Linked DNA regions of Bombyx mori: region 1 is linked to region 2. Evidence: chromatin contacts called from public Hi-C data. All regions are on one chromosome and are shown on one strand. Each heading gives the region's core, a stretch centred on a gene start, on an enhancer-like site or on the middle of the called end of the contact. The rest is flanking DNA. Distances are from core to core; before and after follow the strand shown.

The links. Hi-C and Micro-C count contacts between places; a contact is called where the count stands out from the background.
Region 1: a Hi-C map of midgut shows a contact between it and region 2, with 1.6 times the contacts expected there. The contact joins the promoter of LOC101740643 here to the enhancer-like site in region 2. A contact is called at or near these places in 2 of 7 Hi-C or Micro-C datasets (midgut and whole pupa).

Annotation. Positions count from the first base shown.
Region 1 is chr13:13,211,906-13,218,295 of ASM3026992v2, forward strand. It overlaps LOC101740643 (mitochondrial inner membrane protease subunit 1), which reads left to right and starts at 4,139. Exons shown (of 3, transcript XM_038014928.2): 1 at 4,139-4,243; 2 at 4,318-4,522; 3 at 4,640-5,447. The coding sequence starts at 4,415. The coding sequence ends at 4,993. It overlaps LOC101740873 (proton-coupled zinc antiporter SLC30A1), which reads right to left and starts at 2,315. Exons shown (of 10, transcript XM_004927720.5): 1 at 1,819-2,315; 2 at 404-585. The coding sequence starts at 580.
Region 2 is chr13:13,177,862-13,183,828 of ASM3026992v2, forward strand. It overlaps LOC101740873 (proton-coupled zinc antiporter SLC30A1), which reads right to left. Exons shown (of 10, transcript XM_004927720.5): 10 at 1,363-5,967. The coding sequence ends at 5,948. LOC101741250 (glutamate receptor ionotropic, delta-2) reads left to right here. Exons shown (of 10, transcript XM_062671904.1): 9 at 1-24; 10 at 648-1,357. The coding sequence ends at 911. Among protein-coding and RNA genes, the nearest start is that of LOC119628378, 22 kb to the left of the region's middle. Within about 2 kb of position 3,115, at least 1 of the 8 cell types and tissues checked has open chromatin away from gene starts, as enhancers often do.

The DNA of each region.
Region 1 (6,390 bases), core at 2,889-5,388, 35 kb after region 2:
ATATCAATACAATCATGATTATTTATTTATCTGAGTCGGGAACAAGATAAATAAATACATTGAATGTAATTTCGCTGTCCAAGTTTTATTATGAGATCAAAGTCTCAATGGATAGAAATAAAATGAAAAATATGTTAGAAAAAGATGAAAAAGGCATCCTGGGGCAAAGCCACAATGGAAATTTATTTGAGAATGTAAAAATGCAATTTAAGCTTATAACGATTATTAATAAAATGTATGTGTCAGTCAAGAAAATAGGGGCGTTTTTCAAAAAGAAGAGATATGGTACTTTCTGCCTTGAAAGTACGAAGCGAACTTAATTTCTTATCCTGGAGTTATCAAAATGATTACTGATATAATTGGGTATAGGATATAATAAATAATTATTTAAAAAGTTACTTACTTTGACTGACAAGAAGGCGATGATAAGTGCTGCTACATCACTCAACATATGAAATGAATCAGCTACAAGGGCCATTGAATTGGTAATGTAACCCACAATCAGCTCCACAAAGAAGAAGCCTCCTGTTAGGCATAACATGCACAGGAGACGACATTTCTTTCCTGAATACCTCCCCATAGTTCCTGCATGCAAAATACATACATATTAGATGTTGTAAATATAAAATCCAATATAGACTATAGTATTGATATTGAGATTTAAAAAAAAGGGTTAGCATGTCTATATATTTCTGAAAATGGATTTTTAACATGTTTTTTTATTTTCAGGTGAATGCTGCGACCCAAATTTTGAGTAGTTATTGAAGCCCATAGACATTACAGTACGAATGCTACCAATGGAGACATGAGGTTGAACTAAAATATATTGCAATAGTATTCTATCCTTAACAAAGAATGTATCACTATTTTGTGTCAGATGTAGGTAAGAAGGTGGTGGTAACACATACGGCAGCAATATTAGATAGTTACTTTATACCCAACCACCAACAAAAATTGTACTTTAAAGGGTAGAAGACTCAACTTTTATGAATAAAGTCAAAAGCTATATGCTGTCTTCATGAATATCTGTATTCACTAGAATGTTAAGTAAACTGTTAGTTTTAAAATGATTTGGAAAATTTAATGGCAAAATGAAAATGAATTTAGATTATTTCAGTTTTTTTTTATGTAGATAACTTGCAAAAACCACGTCAGAATCTATTATATATCGATCTGTATGCAAATAATGTATTTATGGCATACCATAAAATCCATGAAACAGTGTTTAAAATTGTACAGAATTTTTGTATTTAATATATTATTGAGAAGATATTTACAGAAGATATTACAGATAATACAGTCACAGAGATGTAAGTTACTGGGCCATTATCAATGTGTGTTTATTTGCTTCAAAATCATTAAGTTTACTTTTTTCATAGATCTACCAAACAAGTACATACTTAGTATTTATAGAAATGCTATCACAATTTTTTTTATATTAATTCAAATAAAATATATTAGGGATGTTTCCATTTTAATGTATTGTAAGCAATACAATGTAATCAAGTATAATTTTAATTTTTACCTGATGGATGACATTTGTCCAAAGTTGATACTAGTTACTAGAATTTAATTAAAACTATTTCATTTGTTAACTTGTATTTATTTTCCAAAATTAAACCAATTAGTTTCATTATCAAATTTATATTTACGGACAAATTTGTGGCAACTCTATGAATGGCAAAGATTAATATTTTATAAATTTATAAAAAACATATGATCAGTTAGACATAGAGTTAATTCTTGGAAACTGTGAGTCATAAGCTGTGTGCAACCTATTTGTTCATTATTTTATTAATAAAAATGAGTATTACTTACAAATGCTGAAGCTTCAATTTGGTTTAGATGTTAACAACTACCAATACCCATCAGTAGAAACGTCATTTAAGAATTCGAAATGTGCAAATTCATTTGTCGACAATAGGTTAATGTTCCAATACAATATCGATTTAACTTCACACAGGCACAAGCATATACGTCCACCGCCGCGTTGACGAGGTAAACATCTAACAAATAATTAACTAGCACGTTCAAATAATATCTGAAGTGTAATTTAGGAAGGCAAATGTGACAATTTTTATGTTAAATATTTTTTTTTTATTCTCGAAAACCCAAAGTAGTGTTGTGTTTCGTATTTACGATAGATACTCGTACCCACTTGTTTATTCTATGAAGGTATATTTTTACTTTAAAGTTTATATTATTTATTAAAATTTGGTCGATTCTACTGTGATATCTAGACACGAACGTAGTGATTAAATTCTCATTGACGTATTGTACTGCCAAAACTGTTCAAAACTTCAAAAGTGCCGAACTGCCAAACACATTGCAAAGAGTATGCTCTTTTTAAAAATAGATAGGCACCACAGACTACTAAAAGCTAAGAAGCATGGTAGGAATCTATTACATCTATTACTTCAATCATCAGTTATGTTTTATTTGCTGAATTTCGCCGAGTTTACCACCATATTCAAATCGCTCGAAGTCTCAGTGGGTTGTTTCTTATGGGGTAAAAGTACTGAAATTGGCCAGAGAGGAACCGATGAGGCATGTTTAGAGCGGCTTTGCGTTGTCCTGTCGCGTGCGTCGAGGATATGATTCGAGGCGGCCACAATAAGAGGGTACAGACTTGATCCTGCGGACCGAACGGTAATGGTCACCGCCACCCTAAGCACGTATTTTTTTGTTTTTTTGTTTTTTTGTTTCCTACCTAAGCTGATAGCCTTGAGATGCTACATCAGCGTCACCTTAACTAGTAGGTGAGCTCACGGGGCTCAAACCTGATGACGTTGCTAACACGAACCCTAGCAAGAGCCGTGCTTCGCAGAATCTACTACCGGATCGGAAACGCGACCCACTGAAAAGATCCGGCGAGAAACTCAGTGGGCTATGTCTGACGGTTAAGTGTCTCAAGCATCGGTCACCGTTCTTATCGAACTATCCACTGAGTTTCTCACCGGATCTTTTCAGTAGGTCGCGTTTCCGATTTGGTGATAGATACTGCGAAGCACTGCTCTTGCTAGGGTTGCACGTCGTCAGGTTTGAGCACCGTGAGCTCACCTACTTGTTAGGTTACGCTGACATAGCCTCTCAAGGCATCAGCTTAGGCAGGAAAAAAAATTAAGTTAACTTTTACGCGATAGAGAAGATTACACATGAGTGTGCAATCTCACAGCCCATCTGGTGTCAATTGGTTGTTATCAGATCTTACTAAAACTATCAAACCGTCAATGTGGTGAACCATGTGATTAAAATCTCAGTAGCAATGGAAAATGCTTGTTTCTATGACGAAGCAATAATTTATTGTGTATTCTGCTGCAAAGTATATGTATATACATACACAATATACATACACAACGACCGTCTGGTGTAGTGGTAAGTGACATGGTCACTACACAAGGGGGTCGCGGGTTCGAATCCCGCCAAGGGAAGATATTTGTATGATAAATATAAATGTCTTTTCCAGGGTTATGGATGTTTATTAAATATATGTATATGTATAATAAAAATCTTACATTTATTTCCGTTATCTGGTACCTGTAACACAAGTTCTTGACGAACTTATCACGGGACCAGTTAACGTGGCGTGATTGTTAGTAAATGTTTTATATTTAAAAAAAAAATATACGCGTACGAGCTCACAATACGCCTTATCACCGTAAACTATGAGCAAATAATATTGGATAAGTATTAAACGGAGTCTACACTAACCAGCTTCTAAAACATTAATCTGTGTATAAAGAATTCCATTCTTCAAAAAGGACTTTTTGGCGGGAACGCGAGGAGTGAAGTTGTGTGATTTGTTTTATTTTGTCTATTTAGTTTTTCTTCGGGTTTAAATGTGTAATAATGGTGGTATATTGACTGTTTAATATCTGTGAAAGTGCACAAATGTGGGAAAATGAAATAAAATCGCTGGACGTAGCTTCTCGGGATCTTCCAAAAAGGCCACTGAAAAAATCTCATTAAATGATCACCATTTTACTGAGATTATATTTTATTATATTTCATTCTATATCATCTTATCTTCATTTCATTTCACTCCAGATTATTATTTTTCAGAAAAATAAGTAAATAAATTAAAATAAGACATGACTTAAAAGTCTCAGTTACCAGGTCATAAAATCCCAAAAAAAAATCTTCAAAAAGTCAAACGCATCAACGTCAAAAACACAACGACACAGCCAGAAATTGCCGAAAGTATCAGTTTGCCAAAATACCAATAAAAAATCATAATTACTAGGTAATTAAAGTTTCAATCCATCAGTTAATAATTGTGATGAATAGTGTTGAGTTCAAACTATTGGATTGTTTTAGGACGGAAAAAGTGTACCAGTTTTTATGTTATGGATACGAAAGAATTTTACTCTTAGAAACTTAGGACTTTATGTAATCTAAAATAATTCTCGAAAAAATGACATTCATGAACTTTTTTGGCAAAACTTGTGGTTTCATAGGTTACGCCTTACAGTATGCTTGTATAACACATTGTACGTTCGAATATATTGGTGATTTTGTCATGGTAAGTTAATAAATTTACAGATCGCTCCCTGTATGCTCGATCCTACTAAGGAATTTGACATTAAAAAAGCTTATATTTTGCAGATTGAGTATAGTTATTTATTTACTCTCATTTCAGTGTTCTGGACCATCAATGGAACCAACACTAGAATCAAATAACATTCTGTTGACAGAACACATATCACCAAGACTCCAGAAACTGAGGCGTGGTGATATTATCATAGCTAAGAGTCCATCAAATCCTAGACAAAATATATGTAAGAGAATAAAAGGACTACCAGGTGATAAAGTTAGAGGTAATTTTCCAAAGCGCAGTCAGGTAGTACCAAGAGGGCATGTTTGGTTAGAAGGTGATAATTCTAGTAATTCTGCTGATTCAAGAATATATGGGCCTGTACCAGCAGGTTTGATCAGAAGCCGAGTAGTGTGTCGAGTGTGGCCATTAGACAAAATTACTTCACTGGCGGCTTAGTAGAACATGTTTAAATATTTTTTCTGTGATGTGATCATATTTTGTCATGTATAAATTCATAGAATAAGGCATGATTAATACAACGGAGCTATAGCTTTCAAGTAAGAGGATAAATAATTTCAATGGACATTGATTTATATTTCATTTAATACTGATTGTCTATAAATAAATGTATCATTTATTTTTTCATATTATTATATTTATTCACTATTGTTGCTTAATGACTATGGTAAAAGATTAGAATCCCATCAAATTGGCCTTGTAAACGCCTACTGGATAACAACTGAATTAGAAGAAGAGTAATTAAATTTATTAATAAATTATGAAACTGATTGTGGCTAACTGATGGTGTATTAGCGAATACTGCTACAGAGTATTTTTTTATGTCTAATGGATAAAATTGTGACTTGAAATCCGTGGTGATTGTTTAGTGATTAAACATTTGTAAATAAAATATGCTTAATCTCTTCTCATAATACATATTGCAAATTTATAACCAATACAGATTAAGATGTGATTGTAGATTTAGATTGACCAAGTAATTGGTGACAGTAACAAAGCGTTGCATAGAATTAGTGATCAAATATTCAACTCTAAAAAGTCTAGCATGGTCTGTTTGATTAAAAACAGTTCATAATTATATTTCACACTAATTACTTTCCTCTCTCTCTCTGCATAATTGGGTAGGCTAAGCTGGTGAGGCAAATTTATGTTCTAAAGATCATCATTTTCATCCTAAATTATATCTGTAGTTGTAATACTGTTTATAATAACCGGCAAACTTCTTGAGCATTTGTTGACGTAGTGGGGGTAAGTTTGCGCATGGTACACTCACGTGCAAAAACATTACTTACTCTGCGTCATAATGCTATTAAATTATTAAAATCAACATATGTATTTATTTATATATTTATTAGAACATCAACAAAACATATAGGTTAATAATTGTAATAATTTAATCTTGGGGTAAAATAGATATTCCTTCTATTAAGTCAAAACTAGAGCTGTTGCCAGGTCTTGGTTCAGTTGAAGCGAAGCTGGTATTTGTAATTTTTTTTTCGTTATCATAATCTTGACCGTCATCATCATCACTGTTTTCATCATCCGAGTCGCTATCATCGTGATGAGTCGACATAGGGCTCATCGGCGTAGTTTACAACTCGGTCGATTCGGTCTTCTTTTTTGTCTATAATTAATTATTTTTTGAAGATATTCGATTCGTAATAATCGAATGTTACTTTTTTCATTTACCAGCTTCCGATTATTTTCTGTTCTTTTTTTCCATCTGAAGCCTAGCTCTTTCATAATTCGTCGTAAGCTTCATTCCGAGCCATTAAAATTTATATCTTCTTTTAATTTTTCGAAGCCTTTCTACGGTACGGAGTTTCGCTGCTTGT
Region 2 (5,967 bases), core at 1,865-4,364:
GGTTTAGCTGTTTTTGTAGTGGAGGTATGTATTAACACATTCCTTATTACCTACATATTACATTGTATCATGTCGTTTAAATAGCTTATGGCTCATAAATAATTGATAATTAAAGTTCTAGTTATAAACAGCTATGAATTAAAGGTAATAGTTATAAGTGGTTGGACATACTACATAATATTATTAAGCAATTTACTTAGTATGATGTACGAGAAGGTACAACTCATGTCTTTTCTATTAGATCACTGACTCTTAGTGTGAAGTAAGTATTTAAGTAGTAGTAAGGAAGTAAGTATTAGGCCTTTTTTTAATTGCTTAGTTGGGTGGACGAGCTAACGGCCCCTCTGGTGCTAGGTGGTAATCGGAGCCCATAGACATCTACACCGGAAATGCCACCACCCACCTTGAGACATGAGTTCTAAGGTCACAGTATAGTAACAACGGCTGCCCCACCCTTTAAACCGAAACGCATTACTGCGTCACGGCAGAAATAGGCAGGGTGGTGGTATCTACCCGTGCGTGCTCACAAGGCGCACTACCACCGGTAAAAAATAAATACTAGTAATGTACTCTTGTTCGCTTAGTGCAAATTTATCATGAAAAGTAGGAGTCAAAAAATTCCTATTGTGACCAAGACATTATTTCAGATATTAGTCAAACGATACATCAATATTAAGATAAAACCTATCGATAAAGTGAAATTGAAGAAGTTCAAACGGAGTAAGCGCTCCCCACGTTACGACGACAGTGGACCGCCGCCATATGAATCCTTGTTTGTTAAACCGAAGTTCAAAGACTCCGAAAAACGTTGGAAGATGATCAACGGCAGGGAATATTACGTCTATGAAGATGCCCGAGGGGGCACCAGGCTTGTTCCCGTGAGGACTCCATCGGCTTTCTTGTATCGTTAATAAATCCTTTTTTTTAAACCATAGACAAGATTGAACTCGAAGACGAACATAGATTGTTGTCGTCTCTGAAATTATAAGTTAAACTTTGATTTTGATATGCGTAAATGATGACATATTGATAATTATGGAGAACAGCTAACAGCTATGTTAGGCGATGATAAATAAGGATTCCACATGACCACCACCTCATGATACTCTGCAAAGAGTAACCGACTATATTGATGATGCAGAAATGATGACTCTGGCTTTGCTGACATACATGGATGACGGTGATCACTCAGTCTGAGTACAAAAATTATAAAACAAATTAGAAGAAAAACTAACTGAGATGTTGATACATACTACTATTAATAGTTTTTTTTAGTTTCTGTCTATTTATGTAGGTATTCACTATTCACCAGCACGTGTTAATAAGGAGCAGAATCGAATAAAGGTGTGAAATAAAACACGGTTTTATTTTTGTAATGTGTACTTTAAATAATTTATTTTTTTCGTAACCATTGGAAAGTAGGTACATTTGCAACGTACATTTTTTTGGGGATACTTCGAATGTCACATACATATTCGGATGAGAGTCATCCTACAATCAACAGTAGCATTGCACTATTTTTTTTAACATAAATAAATAATAATATACTGCAATGTATGTATTTAAGCATATATTCAAATATCAACGACTAGACTGTTCATTGACATAATGAACTTATTTATGTAAGGCATGGAGCTGCATCTACAATCTCCACCATTCTAGAATCTGTTTTAATTGAAAAAGCCTATACAAGTAAGCATGTACAAAACTTTGGCGAAAAAATTAAGTAAAAAAACGATTAATTGTTCAGGCAACGGAAACTGTAAATCATTTCAAGCATTGGAAATAATGAAAGGAAATGAAATAAACGCGAGATTATAACCGTAAAAACAGTTCTAATTACGACTTTCATTTATATTCATAGAAAGAGGATGAGGGAGTCCGAATCGAGCCCCTTCTTTATTTCGCGTGAAAATCGTGTTTTTGGATCACTCGTTATTAACACCACAACCGAAAAATAGAAGTTTTATTGTTGCAGCGGCTTACACGGTTTTAAGTTTTACACATCTAAGCAAAAAAAAAGATTTTTTTTTCGTTATATTTTTGGCGGTAAAAAATCTCGTGTCACAGACTATCTTCTTTTTTCCACCTCTCGTGCGTTCCGGCTTACGCATCATAAAAAATTGCGTTCTTAAACGCCACACCGTTTTACTACTACTAAGGTATTTTGCTGCCCACTGAGTTTCTCGCCGGATCTTCTCAGTGGGTCGCGATTCCGATCCGGTGGTAGATTCTGCGAAGCACTGCTCTTCTTAGGGCTAGTATTAGCAACGCCTCCAGGTTTGAGCCCCGAGAGCTCACCTACACGTTAAGGTTACGCTGACATAGCCTCTCAAAGCTATCAGCTTAGGTAAGGAAAAAAAGGGTACCTTGGTATTTTATTGAAACTTTATTCGTGATTATTTGTATTCTACTATACTGCAATGTCTTTAGATTTTCTTCTAAAAGTTTGAATTCGACATAAATAACAGAAACCAAAAAAGGGACACGCATTCAATATTGTAATTGAAGTATGTATAAACTTTCCTTGAGTGGGTGCTCAGTATCAGCATACACTTAACATACTTGTTATCAAATTATATTATCACGATAATACGTCGTTGCGTCATCCACGTAGAAATTATAACGGGTCAGTGACCTTTAATAATGATGCCTATTTGAATATATGCTTAAAGGGAAATATTCATAACATTCGCGTCTATTTTATTCAACATCGGCGATGCGTACATATTTATTTATATAAAAAATCTTCAGTTCCACTAACATTATTTTATCGAGAATGCAGGTGTTGTGTTTAATAATCCTTAGTCTAAGCATTTTTTAGTTTAATTTAAAAAAAAACACAGCGGCCGTCTTGTCTAACTTTGCCATATCTTTACTAAAACTAACGAAGATATAGAATTATAATTTGAATAGAAATGGCACCAGGTGACCAAAACTCTCACCGTATTCTGTCACCTAAGTTGTGACACTTGAAATATTTGAGACTTGAAGTTTACCAACATTTTGTTAATATCGATTTTCTATGAATCACGATCGATGTTTTACAGTTAGACATTACGGCGCCGATGCTGACACACTTACATCGTTACGATACGTGACGATGCGGCATTATTCTCTAGGGCAAGGCTGCTCCAATTGAAAATTGAGTGTCGCTCACACATAACCAGTGTGCTTAGCGCGAGTTGATTAACTTCTCGATCTCGATCCTAGCGGCAATATAGAGGGGCTATTCCAACTCCATACAAATTTGAGTTAACTTTAACGCGATCGAGAAGTTAAAAAATTCGCCCTAAGCACACAGATCTCGGGTTCTGTGTGTACACAATGGAACTTAGACAAAACCTCCGCTCTGAAAGTGATTTTATTATTCGCAAAAAGATGAAGGCATCTGGCCAATTTGATCCCAAATCAGAACAAACATTAAAATTAAAATTCCACACACACACACACACACACCATCGTAACTGCACAAGCAACGTTTTCTTAGTAATAATCGATACACTTCTATGCTATCTAGAAGCGTGGCTGCACGTTCAAGATATTTACAACAAAAAAAAAAAAAGATTACACATGATATTCAAGTCTATGAATAAGTTGATAAGCCGTGCTCTAGAGAAAAATGAACGATGAACGATGAATGAATGATTTTCTAACGAAAATGTTTTCAAACAATATCCCAAATACTATTATTAACGGGGTCTCACAAAAAATGTAGTTATAGTAGATACCCGATATTTGAGCCTTAAACAATATGGTAGACATGCGCACAGTGCATACAGTGACCTTCAGTGGTAACACCCAAAAACGATCAAAAAAGAGGGTAGACAGATTTATCTGTTCTTCAAATTCTACCCGTGATCAGGGTTATGCTACATAGGTGAATTATCGGGAACTCTAACTCAAACTCAAACTCAAACATTCCAGTAATAGTCCGTTAATGTACATATTTATAAAGTAGATAAGTTTAATACAAACAACAAACCGTGAAAGTTTAAAACAATTCGTAATCTTACAATATATCAACGATTCGGTTTTGGTTTTTCGACTTACATACCTACATTCATAATACGTATATTTATATATTAATTTCTTAATAACAACTTTTATTTCTAAATATTTAATTATTTAGTTCTCATTATAAATCTCAACAGTGGTATTCGAATACTGAAACATCAGAATTTGTGTACGGTACATACATTTTCTAGTGTGTAACTTCTCTATATCATATATAATGTCTGTTGTTTTTTTGGAACGAAGTTCCTTATCGCGCGTTGTGAAAGGGGGCTAGACGGAAAAAATTCTTACGAAAAGTTGTCACGACACTTTTTAGATCCGTCATTCTGACCAATCAACGTGTAGGCGCTTATCGCGTGACATTGCTCGTATCCGATTGGTCCGCGTAATGAGTACAGTTTCTCGAGATAGCGTTTCAACAATAGTAATTTAGTTCATAGTATTGTTTTTTTCTTCTTCATAATGCCGTAATTTATTATTATAACTTAAAAAAAATTACAATTCCTTCACTAATTAATCGAAAGGAACTTCGTTCCATCCGGGTGTCCCTTGACACCTCTGAAGTTTTTTTTCTGTTTGGTAAAGAGACAAACACTTGTGTCCTAAATTATGTTCGGGAGTAGTTATGGGAATTTCACGGGTTACATATATGTAGATATAGCTGTCGGCTGTTAGGTGCAAAAATCGTTAATAAACATTTCAACTGAGATTTGGTGTCAGGATTCAACAGTGCCTGTCTTTGGAAACAGTTGAAACACACACAATATATTTATCTATGTCTTTGGTTAGATTAAATCGATTTTAATGAAATTTCAGTATTCTAATTAAGATGAGATTAATTATCCTAATTGATTTAACTAGCAACACGCGATCTAAATAATCTTAGATCTAATTATTCTATAGTATATTTTCTCACTGACGCACACAATCGATTCGATTATAAACACCAATTATAGATTATTTCACATGTCAGCAACTTACCCAACAACTTATTAAGGGTAATACAAACAGATCGTATGATTTGTAATCGTCAAATCCGGACACAAAGACTTGATTCACTTCTAACACTCTAGTTGTTTCTAGAAATGTAGAAAAACAAAGGAAGTGGATTGCTATAGTAAAAAAATTTAATCAGAATATCTTTACATCAAATATCTGTAACTGTTTTAGTTTCACGATCTTTACGTAAACCAGTCCGATTCAAAGCCGATGGCGAATTTCTATTTCCGAGAATGTTTAATAATCATTACACGTCATAGGCGTGCATTGCGTCATATTAGTGAGATAATATCACTTTGATATTTTATTTAAACCCTCATAGCAACACTGCTCACGCTAGTTTGCATTTCACTAACGTTATCTTGCATTTGGTGCATTTATACTTACACTATCTATTTATGCGAGTTTGTATTCAGTAATCATGTGTACCGTAATAAAATAACATAGGCTCAACTTATTAAATTTCACTGGATAAGAACTGTTATTATTTAAAAGAAAATCGAAACAGAAATATATGCAGCTGTACATTAAATTTATTTCATATTACCTAAAGTACCTTTTAATCCATTTATTTTAATTATAAGTACTTAATTATCTTATAATGTACGTTTTATATTATTTTCAAAATGGTAGTTGTCGATGGATATGATTTGAACACAAGTAGGAAGCTTTCTAAAGGTTTTAATCATATTGAGCATACATTAAACTGGCAACACTCGAGGTAAAGTAGTTTATTAATTTTATGTTACAAATCACCAAACAGACATACGCTTCCGTCATAGTTTTAGTGTCCCGAACAAGATCTAAATAAAACGATTTTTTCGTCACAGAGGTAGTTCATTGGAATATTTAAAAACTAGAAAGTTCACAGTTCTATCGTCGTGAACAAATTGTGATGGTAATCATTCACGAAGGCCGGTCCTCCCGTGTGTCAGACGGTCAGCCTACCGT